Regions from separate parts of the Felis catus genome. Here region 2 is linked to region 1. The links are chromatin contacts, called in public Hi-C maps. All regions are on one chromosome and are shown on one strand. Each heading gives the region's core, a stretch centred on a gene start, on an enhancer-like site or on the middle of the called end of the contact. The rest is flanking DNA. Distances are from core to core; before and after follow the strand shown.

What was found. A called contact is a pair of places that touch in the nucleus more often than the background predicts.
Region 2: a Hi-C map of fibroblasts shows a contact between it and region 1, with 8 times the contacts expected there. The contact joins the enhancer-like site here to the promoter of BRF2 in region 1. A contact is called at or near these places in 2 of 3 Hi-C or Micro-C datasets (fibroblasts and skin fibroblasts).

The regions. Positions count from the first base shown.
Region 1 is chrB1:44,696,567-44,703,967 of F.catus_Fca126_mat1.0, forward strand. It overlaps BRF2 (transcription factor IIIB 50 kDa subunit), which reads left to right and starts at 2,876. Exons shown (of 4, transcript XM_003984785.5): 1 at 2,876-3,146; 2 at 4,066-4,125; 3 at 4,584-4,905; 4 at 5,874-7,199. The coding sequence starts at 2,993. The coding sequence ends at 6,603. The region is part of intron 19 of ADGRA2 (adhesion G protein-coupled receptor A2); the gene reads right to left.
Region 2 is chrB1:44,749,519-44,756,919 of F.catus_Fca126_mat1.0, forward strand. It overlaps PLPBP (pyridoxal phosphate homeostasis protein), which reads right to left. Exons shown (of 8, transcript XM_006930724.5): 8 at 5,596-7,041. The coding sequence ends at 6,910. Among named protein-coding and RNA genes, the nearest start is that of ADGRA2, 14 kb to the left of the region's middle. Within about 2 kb of position 3,198, at least 6 of the 10 cell types and tissues checked have an H3K27ac peak or open chromatin away from gene starts, as enhancers often do.

The DNA.
Region 1 (7,401 bases), core at 1,626-4,125:
TTGGGTTGGGGGAAGGAGGTGAACGCTCCAGTGTGATCCAGTCCTGGGGTAGTAGGTGGGACTTCTCTAAAAAGAAGAGGTCCGCATGCTCTGAGAAAGCAGTCTTTTGGGGATGGGGTGGTATATTTAAGTATGCACATCAAGGAAAGAAACTGGAAAAGAGGGGGGTGACCGCTTTTGAAGGTATTTTGGTTTGGTTGTTTTTTTAAATTTAGTTGTTATTATTATTATTTTCTCTTGAGAGAGATAGAGCGAGCCAGGGAGGGGCAGAGGGAGAGGTAGAGTCTTAAGCTGGCTCCATGGGTGTGGGAGCCCGACACAGGTTCCATCTCATTGCCGTGAGATCATGACCGTGAGATTATGACCGGAGTCAAAATCAAGAGTCAGAGGCTCGACTGACCGAGCAACCCAGGCACCCATGGTTTGGTTGTTCTCTAAATGCTTACCTCTTGAACTGTGAGGAGAGTCTTAGGAAATTTCCCATTTTACAAACATACTTCTCATTTATGTTACGATCACCTTAAGTTCCTCCACCCTTCAGCAAGGTGCATGAACGGTCTCGTGATACTGGTACGGAAAAGGAGAAAATGGAAGTCTGGCTGCTCTGTGCTCCCAGGTCAACTGACGACTGGTCAGTGGGAGAGCATGCGGCTAGCCCACAGAGATCCGAGGTGCAGGAAATTCTGTCGTGCGGTAGTAAGGGAGGGGAACAGCTGTGAGCAGAGGGGGAGGTGCTTGTGAGCCGGAGGGGCTTCCGTTGAACGGGCAATCCTTGTAAGGCACAGCACCTCCTTCCCAATTTATACTAAAGGTAAGCAACATTTGAAGCGGGGAAAGCTGATGCTTGGATTGCAGGTAATACGCAATCTTTGTGTCAGAGATGCCCTTGTTCCCCACTGTGGTCCAGGGAACTCACAGTCTCGTTAGGCATACAGAGAGTCCTCTGTACCGACCACTGATTACAGCTCTTTCAAAAGAACCTACCGCCCTGTCTCCTCAGATCCCTTTCTTTTTTGAGGCCCCAATCCTTTGAGGTCTCTCTGGGTACATGGTCACTGTGTCGTCTGTCTCTTCAGGTTAGTAAGCGCCATTTTTTATTTTGAAATCTTTTCAGTTCTAGGACGCAGAATTTATTAGTCTTCTAAGGAAGGCAGTTGTATCTTATCTTGTAACCTGTAACCTGTACCTTATTCCTCAAGGGAGTATCCCAATTTGTTAAGGGGCTGACAAAACATCCGTATTCCTCAATCCATTCTGCACAGGAGCTGTCCAAACATTTTCTGTTCTCAGGGAAAAGTGCTGATCTTACCTTCCGGCCCCAACCCCCAATGTAAGGTTGAAATTAAGCCCAGAACAGCTCCTAAAATCTGCTGATGCCAGGAGCCTAATTCTCCATTGTCGGCCTGAGAAACAGATTCCCCGCACACACTTTAGGCACGTGCTGTGATGACTCCCATCTGCTTTCTTGGAGTCATCTGGACAGACTTTGATGGTCCTTGTCATTTAACTCAACTTTCTTATTTTTCAGACACAATGGATTAAACCTTTCAGGCGTTAAAATCTTTATTCTTAACGACTGTGATTACATGACTCTTTTGGCGACTTTTAATTTATATTCAAACATAACATACATAATTTTAAATTTGTAAGCTTGGTTTCTGTGATAGCATCACTAGAGGCACAATTTTGTTCAAGATTCTCTGAGTTATACTATAGCAAGCTAGGAACTTTGTAGCAGAATCTTGGAATATCTTAAAGCACAGCTTAAGCTCGGTTTTAAAACATCTACATCTGGGGGCGCTTGGGTGGCTGAGTCGGTTGAGCGACCGACTTCAGCTCGGGTCATGATCTCATGGTTTGTGAGTTCGAGCCCCACGTCAGGCTCTGTGCTGACAGCTCAGAGCCTGGAGCCTGCTTCAGATTCTGTGTCTCCCTCTCTCTCTGCCCCTCCCCCTCTCATGCTCTGTCTCTCTCTGTCTCAGAAATAAATAAACATTAAAAAAAAAAAACAAAAAAAAACCCCCAAAAAACAAAAACAAAAACATCTACATCTGCTTGAACCCTCCAGTTTGCCCAAAGCCTCATCACTCCATATTCTTTCACTATCAACTCCCTTGGATATTCCTTGCCTAGTCTCTGAAAGCATTTGAGTTTGCCACTCTGGATTAAAAAAAAAAATTTTTTTTTAATGTTTATTTTTGAGAGAGAGCGAGCGAGAGAGAGAGCGCGCAAGCGCTTGGAGGGGGGAAGGGCAGAGAGAGAGGGAGACACAGAATCTGAAGCAGGCTCCAGGCTCTGAGCTGTCAGCACAGAGCCCGAAAGGGAGCCTGAAGTCATGAATTGTGAGATCACGACTTGAGCTGAAGTTGGACGCTTAAATGACTGAGCCACCCAGGCGCCCCTGTCACTCTGGATTTTAATTCAATTCCCTCATTCTATAGTTGAGAAAAATAGACTGCATAGACAGGAAACAACTTGCCTGGGAAAGCCACTCTGGAGAGTAGAACATAATTTCCTGCTTTCTCACCATACTTTGTACTATGGCGAAAATCAACATTTGTTACCAAAGAGTAACAGAGAATCTACGATTCCCCCAGCATTTCAGAAGTTAGACTTGTTTGGGAATGGCCACAATTTCTTGTCTGTTATGTGTGTCCACGTGAGAAGAAATCTCACCTAAATTCAACTCCCCCGCTCCGGTCTGGCCCACTTCAAACCGACCGCAGACGCCGGGGGAAGGCAAGGCGAAGACGCGGTCCACACCAGGAACCTTCTCTCCTAGCTCACGTTTCTACCCGAGGCTGCAGAGACCCGGACCGGAAGTGGCTCTCCGCCGGCGTACAGAACTACCTATGTAAACCGCGTTTGCTCTGGCCGGAAGAGAAAGGTGCAGCGCTTAGAAGGCTCCTCTCCTAGTACCGGCTTCCGCGCTGCTGCTGTTGCGGACGTGCGAGTAGATATCTGAAAAGCTTCCGAGACTCTGGGTTGTGACATGCCGGGCGGAGGCCAGTGCCCCGATTGCGGCTCCACTGAGCTCGTGGAAGACTCTCACTATTCGCAGAGCCAGCTGGTGTGCTCAGACTGTGGCTGCGTCGTCACCGAGGGAGTCCTTACTACCACCTTCAGCGACGAGGGCAACCTCCGAGGTATTTGTGCCGGCCTTTCCAGGGCCGTGGGTATAGGCTGGGTGGTGGAGGGATTGACATCAGATTCCTCTTATTCCTCTCACGCCCTCTCGTTGTCACGTGTACACTTAACTACGGGAGAAAGTGACCTAAAGTGAATGAGCGCTGCAGGAGGGCAGGGACGGCCATTCCTCCGCGTTTTTCTAGCACCTGGTACGGTATCTGGCATGCATTAGGTCTCATAAACGTCGACCAAATGAAACAGAGAAACAGAGTTTCACTCAATTTATCTAGTTTGGGTGTGACGGACCGATGGAATTCTTTACAAGTGCGGACAAAGTATGAGCCCGAAGGAGCCTTTAGCCGTAATCGATAAACACATCTTTTTTTTTTCTTTCTTTCTTTCTGAGTCCCTGGCCAGTGCAGCCCTCAAAATCAGCAATCAGGAAAATTGCCTGGATTGGATATACAGGAGGGATGGCTGCAAATTTGGAACTCTTGAAGCCACTTTAGTGCAGTCTTAACCTTCCTCAGTCTCTGTATTTTTTAAAAAAAATTTTTTTAACGTTTATTTTTGAGACAGCATGAACGGGGGAGGGTCAGAGAGAGGAAGACACAGAATTTGAAACAGGCTCCAGGCTCTGAGCTGTCAGCACAGAGCCCGACGCGGGGCTCGAACTCACAGACCGTGAGATCATGACCTGAGCCGAAGTCGGCCGCTTAACCGACTGAGCCACCCAGGCACCCCTCAGTCTCTGTATTTGATACTGCTTGTGAACGTAGAAAACCAGATGGACTTTTAATGTGCAAAAATGGGCACCTTCATGAGACAGGGAGCAGAGCCTAATGATATGAATTCTCCCTGGTTTTGTGTGGTGGGAGGCCAGGGGTCTGGTGAATAAAGGCTAAACAAAGCTATTTGTTGTCCCTTATCTTACAGAAGTAACATATTCCCGAAGCACAGGGGAAAACGATCAAGTTAGCCGCAGCCAGCAACGAGGTGAGACTCAACCTTTTATGATACAGTGGCCTTAAAGAAAATTCTTCTGATGGTCCAGCCCATCCTCTTGCTTTTCCTGATTTCAGCATTGCTATGTAAGGTAGAGTAGAAGAGAATGGTAGTCCGAAATAAAGAATGGAGATGGTCTAAGAGAGGCGGCAATTCAGTATACAGTGTGGGTTTGTCAGGGGTATGTTAAAGGTTGATTTAAGCATCCCAGATCACACTTTGGCTTGGCTCTGAATCACACCAGCCCCTGAAGAGTGGTGGGTTGAAATGTGACTTCTTTCCCCAGATTTCTTTGTGTCTTTAGAATGACCTCACCAAGCGTCACTCCTGTCATCGTAGAAAAGTACATCATTTGTGCAACTGGTATGGGAGGCAAGTGTAGCAGAAGTTGCTAGGAGCCACTCAGTAGTGCCTTTGACCCCTCTGACTCTGGCTGTGGGCTTTCTTAGGTCTCCGCCGAGTGAGAGACCTCTGTCGAGTCCTGCAGTTGCCGTCAACATTTGAAGACACAGCAGTTGCCTACTACCAGCAGGCGTACCGGCACTCTGGCATCCGTGCTGCCAGGCTGCAAAAGAAGGAGGTGCTAGTTGGGTGCTGTGTCTTGATCACCTGCCGACAGCATAACTGGCCCCTAACCATGGGAACCGTCTGCGCCCTGTTGTATGCGGATTTGGATGTGTTTTCTGGCACCTACATGCAGATAGTGAAGCTCCTGGGGCTGGATGTGCCCTCGCTGTGCTTGGCAGACCTGGTGAAGACGTACTGTAGCAGGTACCTGCCTACCGGGAACCCCCGGGACGGGATGGACCCTTAGCCCTCAATCTTTTTACCTTTCTGTCACTTTTTCACCAAAGCGCATCTAAAGGGATTTGGGAGGAAAATCTATATTCTCCCTCCCTCGTGCTCTTGTAGTCTCTCTTCCTAGTACTCGGCGATAAAGCTGATTCCGTTTCACATTTCTAAACTGTTTGGCATTTCTGAATCCCTTTGCCTTTACTGCATCCTGATGCCTGATGTAGGCAGCGCAGGTATCAGCTTTGTCACCGGGCCGCTGAGTTGCGGCTCTCACGTTGTGCGTGGCCTGCTTGGCTGTGTGCGACCGCCCTGCCTCAGCAGGATCATCTGCAAGTGGAGGTGACAAGATGTTAGTGACCGGGCCGGCGGTGGAAGCTACTGCTTTTTTTTTCACTTTATTTTCTTTAGGAGCCACGTTCTTCTCCTCTTCTCTTCTCTTCTCTTCTCTTCTCTTCTCTTCTCTTCTCTTCTCTTCTCTTCTCTTCTCTTCTCTCTTTTCTTTTTTTTCTTTTCTTTTCTCTTCTTTTCTTCCTTTTCTTTTCTGAAAATAGAGTAGAAGGCACAGGCTACCAGTGTCAAGTTGTGTTGGGTTTGCTTGGTTACTTCCTAGCTGGATGACTCTGGGCCAGATTTTTAACTATAAATGCACATAATGGGCCGCAGAGTGGATGATAGGAGAGCATGTGTAAAGCACGGAGAATACTGGCCGACGGGGTCGCTGACACATTAGCTTCCCCCCTGCATGCTCCTGCCCTTCACCTCACAGGTGGGAGACGCAGCCTGTCTTCTCTCAGCACCTGTATAAACCCGCTGCCAGCAAGTTTGAGTGTTTGTTCCAAGAGGACAGAACAGCCCACCTGGAGTGGACTGCTTTTCTTCACTTGGGAAGAGCAGTCCCCTCCCCCATGGGCATCGAGACCAGACTGTCCTTTTGGTCATTTCAGCTTCAGACTGTTCCAAGCCTCCCCGTCTGTGCCAGCCAAATACGTGGAAGACAAAGAGAAGATGCTGTCGCGAACATTGCAGCTGGTGGAGCTGGCGGATGAGACGTGGCTGGTGACTGGGCGGCATCCCTTGCCTGTCATCACTGCTGCTACTTTTCTGGCATGGCAGTCGCTGCAGCCTTCGCATCGGCTGACGTGTTCCCTGGCCCGTTTTTGTAAACTGGCGAACGTGGACCTGCCCTACCCCGCTTCCTCCCGCTTGCAGGAGCTGCTCTCCGTGCTGCTGCGGATGGCCGAGCGGCTGGCCTGGCTGCAGGTTCTGAAGCTCGACAAGCGCTCTGTGGTGAAGCACATCGGTGACCTTCTCCAGCACCGCCACACGTTGGTCCGCAAGGCCTTTCGCGATGGAACGGCAGAGATGGAAGCTGGGGAGAAGGAGCTGCGGGGACGGTGCCAGGGGCCAGAGCAGGGAAAAGAGGAGGTGGCCAGTAGTTCCTTAGATTTGCCTGAGGGGAAGCGGCCAGCTAGTCCCACCCCTCTCCTCCCACCTTGCATGTTGAAGCCCCCAAAGCGGATCTGCCCCCCACCCCCAGTCTCCACAGTCACCGGAGATGAGAACATATCTGATAGTGAAATAGAGCAGTATTTGCGTACCCCTCAGGAAATTAAGGACTTTGAAAAAGCTCAAGCTGCAAGACAGGCTGCCAGGAGTGTTTCTAACCCTCCCTGATGTACATCTGGGGGAGCACTCACCACATTCTGACAGCAGCTTAATAATAATCCTGTCCTATCTGGAGAAATCAGCATATGTAAGTCCTTAGGTGTTTTCTTGTTTAAAGGAACCGAGGGACTCTGCAATTACCTGGACCCTGGGTCCTGGAATAGAAGTTGGGAGCAGTGCAGGGACCATTGGCTTGGAGAGAATTGGTCCTTTGGTGCCGGAGAAGTGGCCCATGTTTGTATTACGTGGGATGGCTTTCCTTCTAGACTGGTTGGAGGAGGTTAGGCTTCCTCCTGGTTTGAACCGGGTACAGTGCTGCTGCTACAGGCCCGATGATGGGCCCTCGCTGCTGGCGTGGAGCGGGTGGTATCTTGAACGGTATCAGCCCCCAGAGGACAGGAACCGGGAAGCTGTGGGCCCAGTGTCCACCTATAGGCATTGATGGGTTCTTGTGTATGAGGTCATGAAATCCTCCACTTCATAACAAAAGGACCGTGGGTGGACTAAGGTTATAGCTCAAGGGCTTTGCAAAATTTTAATATATTAAAACAAGAGGCATCTGCTAGAAAACATTCTATTGTATAAAACTCAAGCTTTTAAAAACATGTTTTCTTTGGCACTTTTCATCCCCTCCCTCCCTTTTTTCCCCAGCGTATTGCAAAAGCTCTCCAGTGCTAAGGCATTGGCAGGGTATGTAAACAGCAGCCAGCATATGTGGAAGAATAATACGAAGCTTTTTTTTTTTTTCTTTTTGTCTAATATTGTCTGTGCAGCAAGCATAAATAACAGAGTTCATCCCAAGGTGTG
Region 2 (7,401 bases), core at 1,948-4,447, 53 kb after region 1:
CTTCCTCCTCAGCCTTAGAGGATCATGTTTCATTTATGAAGGAAGGCAACAGTTTTCCCGACAGCCCTTATCTGCTGGGTCCATCAGGACTCCACCCCGGTTTTCCATGGAGATTCAGGCAGACCGCAAAGCCCAAGCGGGCTGGGTCCAGCACAGGGACACTAATGTCTACTGAGATTTTACTTTGTGCCAGGTTCTGTATACAGCGTTTTACATGCTGGATCGCATTAAAAAATACGCGTCCTTGATTTTTTTATGTTTAACTAGTCTCTACACCCAACGTGGGGCTTGAACTGACGACCCTAAGATCGCGTTGATGCCTTAATCACATTTAAACTTCACAACAACACCAGGAGGCAGTCATTCTTCCTATCACCTTGGGGACCTGGGTAAGTGGCCAACTCTTGATTTTGGTTCAGGTCATCATCTCACAGTCATGAGATCGAGGCCTCCCCCCCCCCCCCCCCACCTTAAGTGCTCTCTCTCTCGCTCAAAAAAGTTTAATATCACCGCTATTTACAGATGAGGAAACTGAGTCACCAAGGAGGTTAAGTCTTTGGCCGAAGGGAATTTGACTGGTGAGGAACAGATGTGGGAGTCAAACCCAGACAGACTGGTGCCAGAGTCTTGGAGCAAGCATTTTGGCCCTGTGCGTGCGTGCGCGTGCGCATGGGTACACACGTGTGCATGTGTGTGTGCCTGTGGGCAATAGCTGCTCCCCACCCCTAGCGTGGGCCTTCTCATTTCACTTCTGCAGCTCTTCTCCCCGTGAGCATGTTCCCAAATCAAATGCATAATGTCCTTTTGATGCCTGGGCTCCTTGAAGTAGACACAGTGAGAGCCCTGTTCCTCCGTCGCCGCCCGCCCCCCTCCCCCACCCCGCCACCGCCCCAGGCTTGGGCGTCAGCTCAGGACTCTCGGGGGCACAGTGGCTGCCAGATTGGCCCGGGCCTCACAGGTGAACAGAGCCATACTGTGGACAGCCTACACCACGGCCGAGACGCACATTCAGTCTGGGAGAAGGCCCGTGACCAGGCACACAGACCCAGGCCCAGGCAGAGGAAGAAGGTGGCTCTCACATGCATCCCAAACCTGGACCTTTACAGTCCCTGCAGGCCCCAAAGTCCTCACACCGTCAGCAGCAAGGTCAAGTAGGAAAGCAAAGCAGGGACCCTGAGAGACCTCGGCTTTGAGGTTCTTGCCCTCACCTGCAGGCAGTTTGTGGGGGAAGGGTGATGAAAGGGATCAGAGGCCAAGGTGAGTAGAGACAGGATACAAAGAAGGAAAAAAGGGGAGACAGTGAGAGGGCTGGGCTCACCCAGAGCCCCCCCCCCCCAAATGGAGGGACACCCGCCCTCTTTCTCCGGTGGAGGAGATGCCCCTCTTCGGAAGCCAGCAGGAGGCAGGAAGGCTGTGCCCGACTAGGGTGAGACCAAGCCGGCTGGGCTGTCTGGTCCATGGAGGTGTCTGTGGGGAGCCCTGGGGGATCAGCGGCAGCCCCTGCAGCCTGAGGCCCAGCTGGTAATCTCTTCCCCGGGGCCAGCCGCCCCAGCTGAGGAAAGCTGTTGGCGGAGGCTGCCTCTGCAGATCCTGGCTTTATCTTCCCCACACATTGAAACCATCAGGCCCTCCGACTGCAGCCTGCCTGGCCCTGTCAGCTAGAGACACCGCGCTTTCATCCAAACCAGACCTTCCCTCCTCCGGTTCCCCGCCCCCCCCCCCACCGGGGCAGGGGGCAGTGAGCACAGCCTCACTCGTGCCCCCTGGAGCCACTCTCAGAACTTCTTAACTAGAAGTTAAGATTTTGCTCTCCTCTCTGAAATGTTTACGAGGCCACCTTCCATGCTGGGCCCCTTGCTCCGCCCTCATTCTCCAAAGGGGATTTTAGTCGATGCTGCAGAAAGCGGGAGTTCTGGGGGCCCCCGAAGCACCAAGCTGCTCCATGAAAGCAGCGAGTGAACACTCTTCAGCGCTGCTTGTTCTGGGGAAGCCAAATCAGAGGCAAACCCTGAATTCCTCTTGCTCACGGCCAATAAAAACCTTGCTTCAGTGCCGGCTTCCTCTGCTGAAATCAGATATCCTAGTAATAAACAAGTCTGAAAGGCAGGGAAAAGCTCTTGCTTCTTTTTTCTGATTAGTTTTTCTTCCTTTTAAAAAAAGTTTTCTCCTATAACAGGACGCCTGCCCCAGAAACTTGAGCCCCGAATTGTGCCCTCTCCTGCCCCTGTACCCCCACTCCTTACCCTCTGGGTTCCCGCCGGCGAAGGGTGGGGCCTGCCTTCCCCAACACTAGGCCACTAGGTGGCTGAGCTCAAAGTCAAGTCAAAGGGTCTTGGGGAGAAGGGTCTTTGCTGCCGGGGGGAGTTGACTGCCAGCTTACGGGGAGAGCTGGGTTCTCAGCCTTCTGCTGCAGGTGGCGGTCAGCAATGGGAAAGTGAGGCAGGAGAGGTTGGGACCACTTTCCCCCCACCCCCTGAAGACAGTCCTTCTGAATCTCTCTCGGTGCATCACGGGGCCGTAAAAAGCCCAGCACTGTGGATTCTGGTGTTGAGGGCACAGGTGAGAAAGCCAGACAAAGTGCATCTCTGATGAGAGGGGCTCGTAGGGCAGAGGACTTGGAGTTTCCCTTCCTGGGGTTGTCCTCGCCTGGGCTCCCCTTCCTGTCCTTGTCCCTTCCCAGGGTAAGCCGTGTCTGCACACGTGGCCTGCTGTGGAGCGCCCTCCCCTACGTGCTGACATCTCTTCTCTCCCCTCCCTCCCCCAAATAGGTTTTTAAGTGACTTTGCTGTCAGAGATGCTATTCTGTTTGTTTTTCCTTCTGACACTATCTCTCTGGAGAGTTTCTGGTCAAGAGAATTATGTCGAGGCGGCAGATTGCAAAAGGATTGCGCCTAATGGGGAACAGACAGACAAGACACCTTTCAAGTCCAGCCAAGTTTTCCCCCCTCTTTCTCTCTCTCCCAACTTCTCATCTTCCCTTCTTGGCTTCAAAGTTGGCCCTGGTTTGTGCTAGTTTCTTCGGTACAGCTGGCGAGTAAGGTCACACATTGATTTTATTGTGGAGATTGGCAGCTGGGTCAAGCTTTGCTGCGGAGTCTGAGAGCCTCAGGGCGGCGCTGAGCTGGGGCGCCTGGGCGGGGTGGGGCGGAGTGGGGGGGGAGGTCCTGGCAGGGGGCGCATGGAGCCCCCGGAGTGCAGCTTAGGAAGGCACTCAGGCACCCAAGGAGTGGCTTCTGCTCCTTTGTGAGCTCGGAAAACCTATTTGAAATACAAGAAAGGTACCCAAAGCCCCCTCCCCTTAGTCCCTAGCATATTCCATTTTAAATGTTCATCTGTGCTGGACTTTACCAGGCAAAGAGTGTTAGCTCTGAGGTCTCTTGCACCCTTAAAGTGATTAAAGGAGAGGAGGTGAAGTTCAAGGGCCCCCTACCTTGTGTATAGCCCCTCAACAGCACACGGCCACGGCGACGGCGGATGCCCATTGATGCAAACTGGCTGGAAAAGGAAGCCCTTTTCTTTTTTACCTATAGGCTTCTTGCAGGGAGAGGGCAGATTAGTACAACTTCTTGGTGGACGGTTTGGATTCTTTTGCCCTTAGTCATGAGGCTGATGTAATAGCAATTTGACTGATTTCATGGTAAAGACGGTCACAGTTCCCACAGCAAATCAGTTCCAATTGCACCACTGACGACATCCACCCTTATCACAGCCCTTCAGGAATTGGTGGGCGAGTCCTTCCTGTGCAGAGCTTTGGTGGGAAGCACGGGGCCACTGCTTTTCAGAAGGAAAGAAGTGCCTTGGGTTTTAAGAATGTCCCATTTGACCTCATTCCCCCATGTAGCCGTGGGGAACACAATTTCCTGCCAGTCTGGCTCAAAGGGGAAAAGGGCACTGCTCTGCACGACCCGATCTGGGCCTCGTGGCCCATGGGATAGTTCGAATGGGGGGGGGGGGGGGGAAGATGTGTGTTAGGGAAACAGGATGACAGAAGGGAGAGGCTGGGTTCCACTCAAGCTGGGTTTAATTCTCTCCTCCCTGCTCATCCTCACTGCTTGTGGTTTCAGAGTTTGTTCTGCATTAAAGATGTGTCAGTTTTGCACAACTGCAATAGACTAAAAGCATACAGTTCTTTAACGGGAATACGCTTCTCTTAACTGAAACCTATAAATCTAAGAATATGCCGCTTACCAATCATTATAAGTCAGCTCTGGACGGGGAATCAAGAGCCCGGAGTTTATTTCTTGCTCTGCCACTGACCCACTCTACCCTCAGAAGAGCGTGCAGGGCACCTGGGTGGCTCAGTCGGTTAAGTGTCTGACTTCTGCTCAGGTCATGAGCTCACAGTTCATGAGTTCGAGCCCTGTGTCGAGCCCTGTGTCGGGCTCTGCACTGATGGTGTGGAACTTGCTTGGGAGTCTGTCTCTCCTCTCTGACCCTCCCCAATGTCTCTCCCAAAATAAACATTAAAAAAAAAAAAAAAAAAAAAAGGAGTGCAGAACCTTCTCTGGGACTCAGCACTCTGTCCACAAAGGGACACCACCATGTAGCCTAAATTATCCTACCAACTTCTGTGAGGGCAAAATGAGAGAATATAGGGGAGAGCACTCTATGTGCCTCCTTAGAAAGTGAGGTGCGGGGAGCAGAGTATGATTCGAGTCATAGAGATGCAGTAGCTAGAAACTAGGAGGAAGTTTTCCAGGACAAAGCCTTGCGGGCTAATTGGGAGCCTTTGAGCATCCAAACCTTCTGAGGCAGACACCGGCCCTGGCAGCTGGTGGCACAGAGAATGCTAGGCTGAGTGGCGGGTCAGCCCCGAACAGCATGCTGTGGGGACCCGGGAAACTTGCTGGGGATGCTATCACTGATCTGATGAAAATCTGGGAGTGTTCTACCTGCTGCCTGTCATGTATAACAAAACCAAAGTCACAATTTTGTTCAATTTTCTTTCCGCTGTGGGTACACTGGACAGACTTACCGTGGTTTCCCTTTCCTTATCTGCATTTGATCAGGCCCTGGCTCGCCTCTTTCACTGCTCTCAATCTCTAGGCACAATCCAGAGAGTTCTTTATTAAGCTTAGTTAGACCAGTTCCCCTCTCCCAAAGTGCTCCACGGCCACCGTCAGGCCACTAGCCCAGGTAGCAAAGAAATGAGGCATCTGGAAGAACCTAGCGGTGCCGCAAGAGTCAGTCACATCACTTGGAAAAATCGTGCTCTTTGGCCTCCGCTCCTGCTCTCTGAAGGGGTGAGACTAAGGGTGAGGGGCCCCTCCCAGGAAATTTGCTGAGCTGGGAACCCCGGTGCTTGCCCACAGGTTAGCCAATGTCGCCATCTAGAGGCCACTTAGAATACAGGTTCTTGCAGTAAGAGGTTAGTAAGCTCTTGATTTTGGTAATTCCTGAAATGCCAACATTTCCTTTTCTTGCCTTTAGAAGTTCAGAATTGCTGTCTCATCCACTGTGTGGCTTTGGCTGCATCTGGGACTCAAGGGAAGCCCTCCTCTGAAGCCAGGCTGGCACAATGTCAAGTGATGGGCACAGCTGCTACCTGTTGGTTCCAATGACCCGCTTCTGTTAATACTCACTCGTTACACAGGGTCATAAAAAATAAATCTTTTAATTGCTTTGTAATTGGCACAGATGGTATAATTCAAACTCACATTTTTATTTACTAGACTCTGAGACATGTTATAGCTCTGACTGAAACAGTGCAGGAATCATAATGGTTTAAGTTTTACAAAATTACATTCAGCAGCAGCAGCATCATGTTCTGAAAGTTATTTCATAAAATGAAGACTGGGGCTTGAATAAATAAGGAAAAAAACATCTAGAAAATAAACCACCCAGACGGAAGTCATCTGTTATGGATATCTGAGAATTGTGCTTTCTGGTGTTTGAAGACCTTGCTGCTACTTTATTAACAATCAAGAAGTTGCCAAATTCTGGCTTATATATATAGCAGGGCAGTGGGGACGAGGAAGGGCTTTAGAGGTGCCTGGAAAATGCTCTGCAGGAACAGGAACCTCAAAGCCAGGCCTTGTTGGAACTGTGGGCCTGAACTGGCCTTAAAGGAGTTTCTGGGGAGCTACACTCACTGTGGGGCTGGTCTTTGAGGCTGCCTAGAGATTGAGAAGGAGTCACTGGCCTTTGAGATAAGAAATCACCATTAAGAGGGTTAGAGTGGAGAACAAATCATAGCATTTAATTCTCATTGAGGAGAGCCCTGTCTCTTCAGGAGGATATTCGAAAGGCCCAAGTCCCTTTATTTTACCCCTGTAGTTTTCAGGGTCCACAGGGACCACCGAGGTAACCAATGACATAACCTCTGATCAATGTGATTTGGGTTTGCAGCACTACCTTGAGCCAGCTCCTGAAGTTACCTGCACTGTCATTCCAGAGTAGGGACAAATATTTACTGAGTGGAGTCAAACCTGGGGGCAGAAATCACTTTGCCCCAGAGCAGCAAAGGTGATTACTCAGTAGGGGGTCTGCATGAAGGGACTTTCCATTAACGTGGATGACAAATGGGAATCCCTCTCACTTTGGTGATTATAGGCATGAGTGACCACATTTTAACCTGGGGAAGGCATTTGTGGGTTGGTTGGTGCTCCTGGGCAGGATTCAATAGTGAACTCGATTCCTGGCTACTGATTTGATACCTGTTTTGCAGAAATGTCTGGATTTCTCAAACCCCATCCAAAGCCACTACCTGAAGTGAGCTTCTTATGTCAGATCCCAAGTACACACGGTTCCCATCAACACCCACCATCATTAGCGCGCTCTCTCCAGGTCACAAGGAGAGCATGGCTGTGCTGTGACACGGGGAATACCAAAATGGAGACCAGGTAAGTGCATAGTTAGTGTTCCTGGACAGGCCCACGGGCCACGAGCCACGGCTGGCTGTGCCTGGGCTCAGTGTGCCTGGGCCACCTCCACTGGGGCCTTCAGGTCAGCCGGGGACTTGTCCAGGGCAGGTTTCTTGGAGTAATCTCGCTCTCCAAAAATGGTGCTTCCTATTCGGACATTCGTAGATCCTACTTCAATCTGTGGGAAAGAAGAGAGAGTATCAAGGGCTGAGTTTAAAATCATGCAGCAAATGCTGAAGTCCCGCCTCTCGTTCTGGCTTTGGAGGGGCTTCTATGAAGAACAAGGATGAGGCAGCTGAAGAGGGGTGCAGGGCAGGGGTTCCCTTTGGGACAACAGCACCTCTAGGGGTGTGTTTAAGAAGTCAGGATTTCCTTGGCTGTCACAGTGACTAGGGGACATGACTGCCATTGAGTTTGGGCTGTTAAGACGTGTCACCTTGTGTGACTGAGACACAGTGGCACAACGAAGGGTTGTCTGACAGCCCACACCCCTTTCTAACGTTCCATTGTCAGAAGAAAAAACCTCCCAGTAATTGTT